Regions from separate parts of the Muntiacus reevesi genome. Here region 1 is linked to region 2. A link is a contact called in public Hi-C data. All regions are on one chromosome and are shown on one strand. The core of a region is the stretch at or near the end of the contact, and the rest is flanking DNA. Distances in the headings are between cores, read along the strand shown.

Evidence for each region. Hi-C and Micro-C count contacts between places; a contact is called where the count stands out from the background.
Region 1: a contact with region 2 is called in a Hi-C map of blood, with 2.7 times the contacts expected there. The contact joins the promoter of UAP1 here to the promoter of HSD17B7 in region 2. A contact is called at or near these places in 2 of 3 Hi-C or Micro-C datasets (blood and muscle).

Annotation. Positions count from the first base shown.
Region 1 is chr1:69,964,483-69,970,659 of mMunRee1.1, forward strand. UAP1 (UDP-N-acetylglucosamine pyrophosphorylase 1) reads right to left here and starts at 2,791. Exons shown (of 9, transcript XM_065946614.1): 1 at 2,599-2,791. The coding sequence starts at 2,692.
Region 2 is chr1:69,716,485-69,722,431 of mMunRee1.1, forward strand. It overlaps HSD17B7 (hydroxysteroid 17-beta dehydrogenase 7), which reads right to left and starts at 4,388. Exons shown (of 8, transcript XM_065946562.1): 1 at 4,268-4,388; 2 at 2,062-2,265; 3 at 774-866. The coding sequence starts at 4,302.

The sequences.
Region 1 (6,177 bases), core at 1,541-4,040, 250 kb after region 2:
CAGGCATGAGAAACCACAGAGGAACCAGATTTGTTGCCGAGGAAATAAAGGGAGAAGGATAATTTGAGACATACGGTAAAGAATCATCATTGCATTATAATTACTTTACTTAGATATAAAGGATGGAGGAAAAGTAGTTACCAAAGAAAAAGCCAACTATCTTCTCCTCTAAGAACAGTAAAATGTAGTTCAGAGCAAAATTCTGCAGTTCAGTTAAACTGCTTATTTTCCCTGTTCCCTTTTGCCAGTAAAGTGGGATTAATAATCCTCCCTACCTGATGAAGACTATTAAACATCAAACACCATTTATGAACTCAGGTTGAGAAAACCTACATCTGGGTGTCCCCTGAAGGGGCAATAACAACAAACACTAAGGTATACAGAAACACAGTTCTAACTGCTTTATAGACAGCTGTTCACTTAATCCTCAGAACAACCCTTAGGTACTGTTATTGTGATTACATTACAGAGGAAGAAGCTGAGCCACAGAGATAACTTGCCGACAGTCCACAACCAGGAGAGCGATAGAGTTAGGGCTCAGATCCTGACAGCCTGACTCCTAACCGCATGCTCTTAACCATCGTGCTGTACTGCCTCTCAGGAGAAAAAGACTTTGTTATCTTCATGTACATGTCTATGTGTGTATATGTGTGTGTGTGTAAAACAGAGAAATGGCAAGAAAAAGAAGTAATCTGGACTTTCTTCATTCAGAAAAATAGACACATCTGATGTTCTCATATCTGACTCACTGTGCAGGTGAGTTCATACGCCATCACGGAAAAGGAAGGACACGTGCAGGACAGCAGGAGAGGAGCCTCACAGGATGGGCCAGATAGAACCGCCTTCACGCCACAAAAAGTGCAGCACTTCCTCCATTAATTCTGACAAGAGGTGTGTGCCGGTGTGTAATGGTAAGCAGTAGTGAATAAGAGACTAGACTGGAATTTTTATTTCAACAACCAAATCTGAAAAAGTTGAATATCTATAAATTATGACAAAATCTCCTATATGTCCATACCAATACATCAGTAACAATGACATATTTGTAGTAGTCCACCATTATCAAATATACCTTTGGTGGTGGTGGTTTGGTGGTGGTTTAGTCACCAAGTCGTTTCTGACTCTTGCAACCCCATGGACTGTAGCCCGCCAGGCTCCTCTATCCATGGGATTCTCCAGGCAAGAATACTGGAGTCAGTTGCCATTTCCTTCTCCAGGGGATCTTCCCGACCCAGGAATTGAACCTGGGTCTCCTGCAGGGCAGGCACATGATTTACCAACTGAGCTATGAGGGAAGCAAATATACCTTTATTGGAATTTAAACTCTAGCATAAAAGATACCTGGCCTTCCCAGGTGGCTCAGGGGTGATAAATCTGCCTGCCAATGTAGGAGGCACAGGTTCAATGCCTGGGTTGGGAAGAATCCCTGGAGTAGGAAATGACAACCCACTCCAGTATTCTTGCCTGGAAAATTCCATGGACAGAGGAGCCTGGTGGACTACAGTCCATGGGGTCCCAAAGAGTCTGACCGACTAAACACATGCAGGCAGGAATGAAAGATATCTAGTACTTCATGCTCCTTTTCTGCTTTCCTTTCTACTCCTATTTCTGCTGCTATATTTTGCCTCCCAAATTGGTAAGTAAACCTCTCAAACCTTTAGAAAAACAAGAGGGGCCATAACCATCGAATCCTATAAATACTTCAGAGCATAGCATATTAAATCTTTTTTAGCCTTAACTAAGCAAGACAGTTCTGCAACAGTGAAGGAATAGAAACTGCCTTCATTTTCCTAATTTCACCAGAAAGACCTTAAACTAAAGGCACTACGTTAACAACATAAACTTAGTATCATAATCACTATTACCTGGTTTCAGATATCATAAGTCACGTACAAATAAATATAGCATAGGGTCAGGCCAAACTTAATAAAATCTTCAGGAAACCATATGTTCAGCACATGAGTGCTCTAAACCCTCCAATCCCATCTTTCTGCTTGGCCAAGCCAGGGAAAAGCCAGAAATTTCAACCCTCTCCCATTACCAGTATTAAAAGAAAAGTGGCAAGTAGGTTTTGTCCATGTGACGTCCTCCACAGGTATCTCGAATCCTTAGTGTACTGTCAACGCTTTCAGAATCTTTCCCTCATATATTCAAGACACCCCAACTCGCTCCCACGGGACAGTTCCAACGACTTCTCCCCACTGTAGGATCCCACCCAAGCTTGGCCTAAGTCCCTTGCTGAGAACCTCAAAGCCCCCGTCCCAGGTCCAGGTGAGGCTCCACGCCCAACGGCACGACAAGCCCCCGATTCCAGAGCCTGCCCATGGGGGCCCCTCACGCCAGCGCTCCCGGCCAGGGAGCCGAGGCTGAGAAGCGCCGCGGGGCGCAGGAGGCGGTGTGGGTGTGAGCGGGCTCTTCCGCGTGTGCCCGGACGCCGGCTCTGTGCACGTACGTGCACCGCGTGTCCACGTCGCGGCCGAGGCCTCGGAAGCGTGTGCGTGGCGGCACCAGGCCCCCGACCGCCCCAGGTCCCGAATCCCGCCGTCTACCGCAGGATCGCGGGAGAAGGAGACAGCGACTGGGCTGGGCGCCCCTCACCTCTCTCGCCGCCACCGCAGCTCCGCCCGGCTCCGGCTCCTTGGGCGCGGCCACTCATCTGCGTCCAGCGCCAGCTCCTAATATATACCTTCATCCGGGGGGCCGGGGCGGCGGGGCGGGCCGGGAGCTGGGGCCAGGGGGAGCGCCGGCCCCGGCCACCCCGCCCCTCCGTCTTCGCGACGAGTGGCTGCCGCGCGGGGAGGAGCCGCAACCACCCACCCCGACACGTCAGCTCCCTGAGCGCAGGCGGCACAGAGGGCGCGGGAAGGAGCGCCGGGGAGGCGGGGCGGGGCCTCCGCGTCACTCATCCTCCGGGCCAATGGGAGGATGGGTCCTGTCAGCAAGCGGCCCCGCCCCCCAGGGCCCAGGCCGGGAGCGGTGTCCTTTGCGTCGGATTGAGGGCCGAGGACCGAGGCGCGTGAAGCTATAGCGGCCAGGTTCTAAGCGCCCTGGCTTCACCGCGTTGTCCCTCGAGGGCCCCTCCCGTGGCTCCTAGTCAGCCCAGTGGCCCCGCGGCTCGGGGCGTTGCCCCCCTTTCCCGAAATGGACCGCAGAGTTAGTCCGGGAGCTGTGTCACCGGGTGGCGGATTTCCGACCTCCCACTCGGAGGATTGCGAAAGCGCGTCGGCCAGCGTCTCAGCGCGGAACACCAGGGGCGGGCCTGGCGGGCCCTCTGACCTGGGGCTGCTGTTTCGTCTCGAGCTGGCCAGATAGGCAGGGCCCTGACCCTCTTTTCTGTTTAATCGTGGTTTACATCCCAAGCACCTGAAGCAGGCCCATTTACTTTTGCATAAATAAGCACACACAAATAGGAAATGCAAGCAAATGTATTAGGTAGCCCGAGGAAATGGAAAGCGCGCCATTGAGACAGCCCCCACATCAGCTTTGTGTGACTGTGGTCTTAACCTCCCTGGGCCTCCGTATATGACAGGAAAATGGTCTTTGGGCTGGCTGACCTCCAAGGCCCTCCAAGGCAGTGCAACTGTTTATAATTGGGTGTGTACCGTATATCTTTGTGTGGATGTGCCCTGCAGATTACATGCTTGGCATACAAAAGCTGTGTTTACGTGCGGCACAGCCTTTGCAAGAAGTCCAATATGTTGAAATACCAAAACATCTAGATTTAACAAAACACCTGACAGAAATTCAGCTACTTAGGTGCCTTTCTTCTGCCTCCTTGAGTGAAAATGCCTTTCAATTTTATCAATTTCAACATTTCCACTGCATTAAGTAACAGAAAAATTTACACCAGATAAGTACTGCTGGTAGTAATACATTCAGGAGGTTGAATATTCTATCTTTCATCATCCCAGAATGTCATCCATTTGTTTGATTTATAGTATAAATGGCTATGAACATGACATCTACAGACAGAATTCCAACTTCTTTATTGCTTGGAATCTTCGCCAAGTTGATTAACTCTTACTCATCAGTTTTCTTATCTATAAAATATAGACAATAATAAAAATGCCCCTTAGGGTTGTTGTGAGAACTAAATCAGTCAATACAATAACACAATGTAGAACAGAGTAAATACTAAATAAATTGTAATTTTTATATGAGTTCGCATGCTGTCAGGTTCTGGAAACCTTGATATACTTCTCATCATTTGGAAAACCTTTCATTGTTTGGATCCCTGATACTATAAAGAACATTTCTCTTAAACCTTTCATAACTAAGAACAAAATTGCTCCCATTAATGTTTATAATAGTTCATTTGAAACACTTGTGTTGGGACTAGTTCTTTTTTTTAAAGAAATGAACTCTTTAATAATGATTTTTCTCTTCATTCAGTCATCTAAAATTAATAGACTGCCTATAGTACTCCAGACACTACTATAGAGTCTTGTTTAAAGATATTTTTCTTTTGAAAAATATTTATTTTTATTTATTTGTTTGTTTGGCTGCCCTCAGTTCTGGTTGGGCATGCAGAATCTTTCATTGCAGCACACGGCATCTTTTTTAAAAATTTCGGCATTGCTGGGTCTCGCTGTAGTGCGAGGGCTCTTCGTTGGTTCGTGCCGGCTTCTCTTGTTGCAGAGCAGAGGCTCCAGAGCTTGAGGGCTCACTACTTGAGGCACACAGGTTTCGCTCTAGTTGTCCCGCAGCACGCAGGATCTTAGTTCCCCAACCAGGTATCGAACCCACATCCCATGCATTGGAAGGTGGATCCTTAACCACTGGATCACCAAAGAAGCCCTATAAAGTCTTTAATTTTTACCACACTCATGTGAGCTAATTACAAATACGGAAAGGGAGTGAAATTAGAATAACCTCTTAAGTGAAGACTGGAACTGAAGTTAGCATGAACTCATGATTATTCATCCCAATACAGAAATTGGCATAGATGCATGTGCATATGTGGGAGAACTGTGTATTTGGGGCAGGGGCTGAGCGATCAGTTAGTAAATTTGGGTAACAGGTATATGAAACTTTATACTGCTCAACAATTTCTCCATAAGGCTGAAATTACATACAAATTTTCAAGTTCAGAAAATTAGAATACAACTAATGGTGGGTCGTCATTGTCAGTCCAAAAGAAAATTTTTTATCCCGTGGAGCACTCAACCCTGGAAGAAAGGACCAAGGGTGAGAGACTGTCACAAACTCCTCCACTAGGTTGGAAAACCATATCACTTGGGAAGCTGTAGATACCACACAGTGCTGTTCTGGGTGGCAGCTGTGCTCCCCTGGGACAGGAATAATGCTAGGAAAGTGTTTTTCTCTGATTCTCAACCTTCCAGTTGAAAACAGTAGGCTTAGATGAGGGGTGTGGGAACATGTGTAGAGTGGGGAATGGCCTGGAACCCCTGGATATTTATATGCCTGTCCCTGGGGTTGAACTATTCTCTTAAGAACAAACTGACACTTTTTTTCAGCATTCAATCAAGAACAAACAGGTGCTTCTTGAGAATATGTTTATTAGGTAGTTCTGTGCAGGTTCTTGTGATGGAAACCATGGGGAATCAAAAGCTAGGGTGTCTGGGTCTCCAGGGGATATATAGTGCAAAAGTAATCGTGGGGGAGAGATTCCTTTCCCAAGCCAGGGGGCCATAAGCGCCATGGTGAATGCACACATGAAGGATTTCAGAGCTCAGAGAGACAGAATAAAGAAATGAAGACATTTCTTAAAAGGATATGCATTCAATAGAGTTTTAGAGAGAGCTAGGAGGTGAGAAGCCTCACTCTCTACAAAGGCTACCCCTAGGCTTTCAACCTAGGCTGAAGATGAGACGGTTATTTGTGTTCATACTGGCAACACTTGATGCCTACTCAGCAGAAGAAACCAAGGGATTTGTACTCAGAGAACTTAGCAGGCAAGAGATCTACGTAGAAGATGGTACTAAATAAACTGTGAAATCAGAAGAGAGGTGTTTTAAATGGGCTATTATCACACACATTCAAAAATTCAGAAGTCAAAAGAAGGTCTTATGCTTTGTCTTTTAGGGACAATGGGATTTTGGTGACTATGGGGTGATTTTTCCTAAATTTACTAAAGTGAAAATTGTTTGACCTTTAAGAGAATATATATTTTTAATTTTAGAAAAGCAGATGTGTAACTTCATAACTATAGAGGCT
Region 2 (5,947 bases), core at 3,138-5,637:
ACAAAAGTAGCAGTATAGGAAGTAACATGAAGTAAGAGTAATATCTATTTATGAGTAAGTATGGATGTGCTCAGTGCTCAGTTGTGTCTGACTCTTTGCCATCCCATGAACTATAGTATGCCAGGTTCCTCTATTCACTGAATTTTCCAAGCAAGAATACGGGAATGGGTTAGTTGCCATTTCCTTCTCCAGGGACTCCCTAACCAGGGATCGAACCCACGTCTCCTGCACTGGAAAGCAGATTCTTCACCACTGTGCCACCTGGGAAGTCCATGAATAAGTACACTGGGTCACAAAAGAGATTTATTTCTTACTGTAGGTTGTAGTTAAACATTTTTGGAAGCCACTAATGTGTATTGAGAATCTCCCAGGAAGGTATTTAGCCCTGTACATTTCCTCAGCCTACTGGTCAGGGTACCTGACACATGGCTGAGAAATGCTTCTAAAGCTGCCTTCCTGGGTATTAGCGTCTCACTGACAACTCTGCCTAGTTCTGAAATGTTCTAATGGACACAGTCAGGCAGACCAACACTGACCTGCCAAAACATGCAACATACTTGGAATATCTGGGGACCAAGAACACAGAATCATGACTTGCAACATTCCTCACAAAGATGAAAGCATGTTTCATGACACGGCTGCAACATGTACTTCCTATCTTCATTCTTCCCAACACCCACTCATTCCTCAATTTAATGGACTGATGGCAAAACTAGCCAAAAAATAAATAAACACCTTCCTTCCAATCAGTTAATCTAGAAGATAGAAATTACCTTGAAAAGAGACCACGAAAAAGTGCTTTGATATTTAGCTGTGGATTAGGCATGATCCCAGCATTTAGATATACATAGTCTAATCTCTGAAACCTGCAAGTAAAATCAAGAAAGAAGATTGTTAGTTATCTCTTAGAGCAATTAGAATAAAGAAGGTCCATGAAGGACAGAAAGCACAAAACAGATGGCCATAGCAAGTTTAGGCATCAGTACTACTTTCTCAACATTTTTCATTTAGTCATGGTAAATACTTGAGTATTCTTTTTTTGATGGTGGCCTCAAACAGAATTTGGATGGTGGCCTCAAACAAAATAATGGGTTTTGAAGTCAAATCTTCTCTGATCAATACTCCTTCCAGCTTAGTCCTCCCAATAAGGTACCACAGCAACTCTATTAAACCCACTCTCCTTCTGGTCTTAGAAAGGATTTTGCTTTTAAAAAAAAAAAAAATTCACATCTTTCCTCTTGGATAAGTAAAATTTATATAATCTGATCCATCAATGCTGGAATCTAAACACCAAGATATCCATTAGAGCAGAAAACACAGTAATGCAAACGGCTATCAAGCATAAATGAAATACAATATATTATTCTTCAGCCAATTCTTTTACCAAGAAGGCTTTCCTTGTATATACTGAAGTTCATTTTACTGTCCATGGAAATAAAGAAGCTCTTGCTTATTATGGGCCTGAATTACAAAAAGGTAATTAATAGTTTATTAATTAAACTAATTATTATTCATTCCTCTTAGAAGAAAAAAACATGCCCCACCTTTCCAGAAAAATGCATTGTGTAGCTATATGCAATTTATTGTCCATTTTTTGAGACGTTATATATCTAAGGACTCTAGCCCTTCATATACTAAACATTTATCAAATGTTTATTGCATGCCAATTACTGTTGGTATGAACAAATTTTTAGTGAGTGGCCTGGGGAAATTTCTTCACATGTCAATACCTACCTTACATACTTAATGGAGTCTTTTTATGTGAAGCAAAGATGCAAAAAATGTATCTAAACATCAAAGGAGTTACACTAACCTAAGACTTTACAACTGACTGCATGTCAAAATATGCTCATAAAATAATCTTCATGGAATGGTCATGCTTATGATTAAGAATGAAAATATGGTATACTGAGGCATAATATGTCACTATACAGATTTCCTCAGTGTAACTTCTTTTTACACTGCACCTATTTCTTTTATAGATTTTCCCATCCGTTCTTATTCTATTAGCTGTTGCATTGCACAACCATATGAGAAAAAAGCCATCAGTAAGACACAGACCTTTGCTTGAGCTCCTTGGTGGCCTGGAACACGGACGGCAGGCTGCTGACATCCACCTGCACGATGGAGACCTCAGCAGCGGGGTGGGAGGCCAGCAGAGAGGCGCGGACAGCTTCTGCTTTGCTCACGTTCCTGCACGCCAAGCACAGGTGAAGCGCATCATCTTCTTCCAGCAACCGCCTGCAGAGGGCTAGGCCCACGCCACTGAGAGGACAATTCAGATATAGAATATGCATTAAATGAGATGGTGCCAAATAGAGGCACCTTCTCTCTGGCTCAGAAGACTGATTTTGTCAACTTGAGCCCCAAAGAGGAGTCCAGGTAGACAGAAAGCACTCAAAAACTATGTAAAGAAGTGGGGAACCCTCCAACTCTAAAAGTCACTGGCTCAGGATGTTGTCCAACTTATGTTTCTTTCATTTTGCAAAAGCTCAATGACCTGAATAACTGCAAATGAGAACTGTCCTTTAGCATTTAAGACAGAGTTTATGCTGTCAGTGGTTTTCATTTTATGCTGATCGTGACACTCATGAAAATGATTCAGTACATCACCAGCAAGAGCTAAAAAGAGCATCTCAGCAGTTAGCAGTGTGTGTGTTTTACTCTGCTGTCCGGGTTTCTCAAAGGCAAGGGCTCTTCTATCAGCTGGTATCATGGCCACTATCAGCAGCACCAGAAATTCCTAATTTAAGGAATGGGTGGCTCTTTCAGCGTAAGGTATAAGCAAATGGCAGGAGAGACACGTCCCTTTCAACTACTCAGACTGAATAACCAACAGGAAGACAATTAAGTGGAAGATAGGAAAAAGAAATATAAGCTGGCTACAAGGAAAGAGAAGTAGGGACGAATGCATGCTGCATGCTTAGTCACTCAGTCATGTCTGACTCTTGGTGACCCCATGGATTGTTGCCTACAAGGTTCCTCTGTCCATGGAATTTTCCAGGCAAGAATACTGGAGAGGGTCGCCATTTCCTCCTCTAGGGGATCTTCCCCACCCACGGATGAGTACATGTGTCAATGACCTCCTTCAGAAAGAGCATTGTGAAAGCACACAGTAGGTGGGGAGAGGGGTCGGATCAGCTTGGCTGATAACAGTGAAACCCTAGGTAAGTGGGCTTTTTCCAAGACTTTAAAGCTGATTCCAGGCAAAGAGCCTTGCACCATGAATAAACCATAGTTATGTTTATTCATCCCCACTTGAGAATAGGCCTTTTCTATAAATATACAATTGCACATATCACAATATTTGTAAAAGGAACAAACACAAAATCAAGCCTGGCTTATTTAAGCACGTCAACATAGAAAGCACCACACTGGCTGTTAAAGTTATTCAGGTGAGGGCATATTAAGATTCTGCACATCACAGGACACCTGCCAGGTTTGTTTCAGTTAACATGGACATGTCTAGATAACTGAAAGCTGAACTCATTTTAAATGTCGTTTAACATAACCTCAGCCTTAATCCACCACCCTCCACCCCTCAAACGCCTCAATTAGAAAAATGGCTTGGTTAGTTTCATCCTCCACACACTGTTCATTGAATTACAAACGAAAAGTAAAACAGAGGCTGAATCCAAATACCCAGCCCCCAGACTAAATTACTCTTCGGCAGTATGGTTACTTGCACTCCTTCCACGCCTTAACAGAAAAGTTACTTTTCTCTGAGTCTCTGAAGAGTAGGTATACTAGGTGTCTAGCACTGTGCTACATGAGATATTCCCCCCCGCACCCGTATTCTAACGTTCTTGGACGCTGAAATGTATCTAGGGGCGGAAGTCTAGCACTGAAAAAAAAAAAAAAAAAAACTGCGAGAGTACAAAAAGTACGGTGATCTGGTCTAATTTACCAGTGATGAGAAAGTCAAAAGTGGAAAGGGGGCGAGGTGAGTGGGTAGAGTCACTTTCTCTGCATACCGACAGGATCGTCACCGAGACACATCTCTGAGTGGCGCTCGCCTTTTATTTTCGCTGTCGTGTTTAATTGAAAGCACGTTACTGAGCCGCTCACGACGCCCACAGGCCTGGTACCTCGCGCATAGGGGAGCCCAGAGAAAAGCCGGACAGGGTCTCCGGCCCGCGACCCCACCGAGGCAGGGTCAGCGATAGGGGCTCCTGGGGTCGGTCGGTGGCGGGTCCACCTGGCTTGGTACTTCCTGCTCCCTCGGACCCCAGCCCCGCCGCCTCCACTGTCTCGAAGGAGGTCTCACCTGCTCGCCCCGGTGATCAAAACCACTTTCCGCATGGTTGCGCACCCTGTGACCACGCGCCCCAAAGCAGGCACCCAGCAAGGCCTCTCACCTGCACTTAGACCCGTAACCCCGCGTCGGCCACGCCCCCGGGCCGTCAATCAGGGCCCGGAGGGGCCCCGCCTCCCTGTCACGTCACGGATTTCGCGCCGGGCCCTCTTCCGTCGCTCGCTGCCTGCCAGCCGCTCACGGCGCAGGAGCCGGGATGGAGTGAGGTAGGCCGAGGGGCGGAGCCGTGTTGTCGCACGAGGCCCGAGCCAATCCGAGCTGTCCCTGCTCCTGGGCCTCGAAGGTGTCCCGCCCCGGGTTCGCCCCGCTGACGTCCGGCTTTTGTCGCGTTTGGGGCGTTCTAGCCTTGCGCTCCGGTAGGGGATTCGCGGCTCACACGGGGTGAATACCCTGACGCCTCTGATTAGCACTTCATGGCAGGAAGACCTCAGGATATTTTCACCAGAGCTCGGTATTTTAGAGGAGAGGTTTGAGGCTAGGAAGTGAAGTTTAGAGATGATCATTAGTTTTCCGTCCAGGCACTGTGCCATTTAACACCCAACCTTCTGTTTCCAAAACTCGTCCTCTTCCTCTAAAAAATCATCTTCGCGGAAATGAACATTGATTTTACTAAGAACTTTACGGAGAGTAATGCATAAATTGCCAATTTTCAAAATTTGGAATATGGTGTAGAGTCAGAGAAGCTCAGAATTCCATAGGACGTGATGGGTCCTGTCCTGTAACCTCCTATTTCAGTGAGTCTCAAGTTCTTTGTTATAAAGGACCCGCTTTGTTTTTCCAAGCCACCCCAAATGGGTACTTCTGGAATAATCAATAAAAATAAATTGCTAGAAAAATTAAAAGCAAGAAGCATACAAGCCTCAGTTTTTTTTAAATTAAATTCAACAGATGTAAGTACTCTGCCAAACTGCCATAAAAGTTTCTAATGCTTACTTTAGGTTTCTGGATTTATTGTGGGCTACTGCCGTCTATGGGGTCGCACAGAGTTGGACACGACTGAAGCGACTTAGCAGCAGCAGCAGCAGTAACAATGTGACCATCACCAGTCTGGGTCCACCATAAGGAATTCTGCACGTCGTGTATCAAACTCTGTGTAAGGTACTTCATAACCACTTTGAAAGTTTCAATTATTTATAAACAGCAATGATCTCTGAAAGATACGAGACTGACGTCATTTACATTGGCCTTGAATAACCTGGACGTTTTGATTAATTTGATATCAGTTTAGTATTAGATAAATCTTACACCAATAAAATTAGATTGAAGAAGTACATGTGATTATTAAAGATTTAATTCCTGTAATTTTTTTCTTTTTGAGTGGTATTCAACTTCTACCCATAACCCACTTACAGCTATTATAAAGAAACCATGATTTAACAATATTCTCTGAAAGTTCTGGAGTAAAATTAACTCCGGTGTTGGCCTGCACCCTTACAGTCTTGCAACTTTTGTAGCTGCCCAATTGCTAGACCAAAGAAAGAGTCCAGAGGCAAAAGAGACATCCCTGATTTATTACATCTCACATGTAAGAGGCAACTGTTCTGGAGTGAGGCCCCACTGTGTGTGGTCAATAGGAGGCAGGACAAGGCCGCAGCGTTCACTACACAGTGGAGGAGAAGGGTATGGATAAAA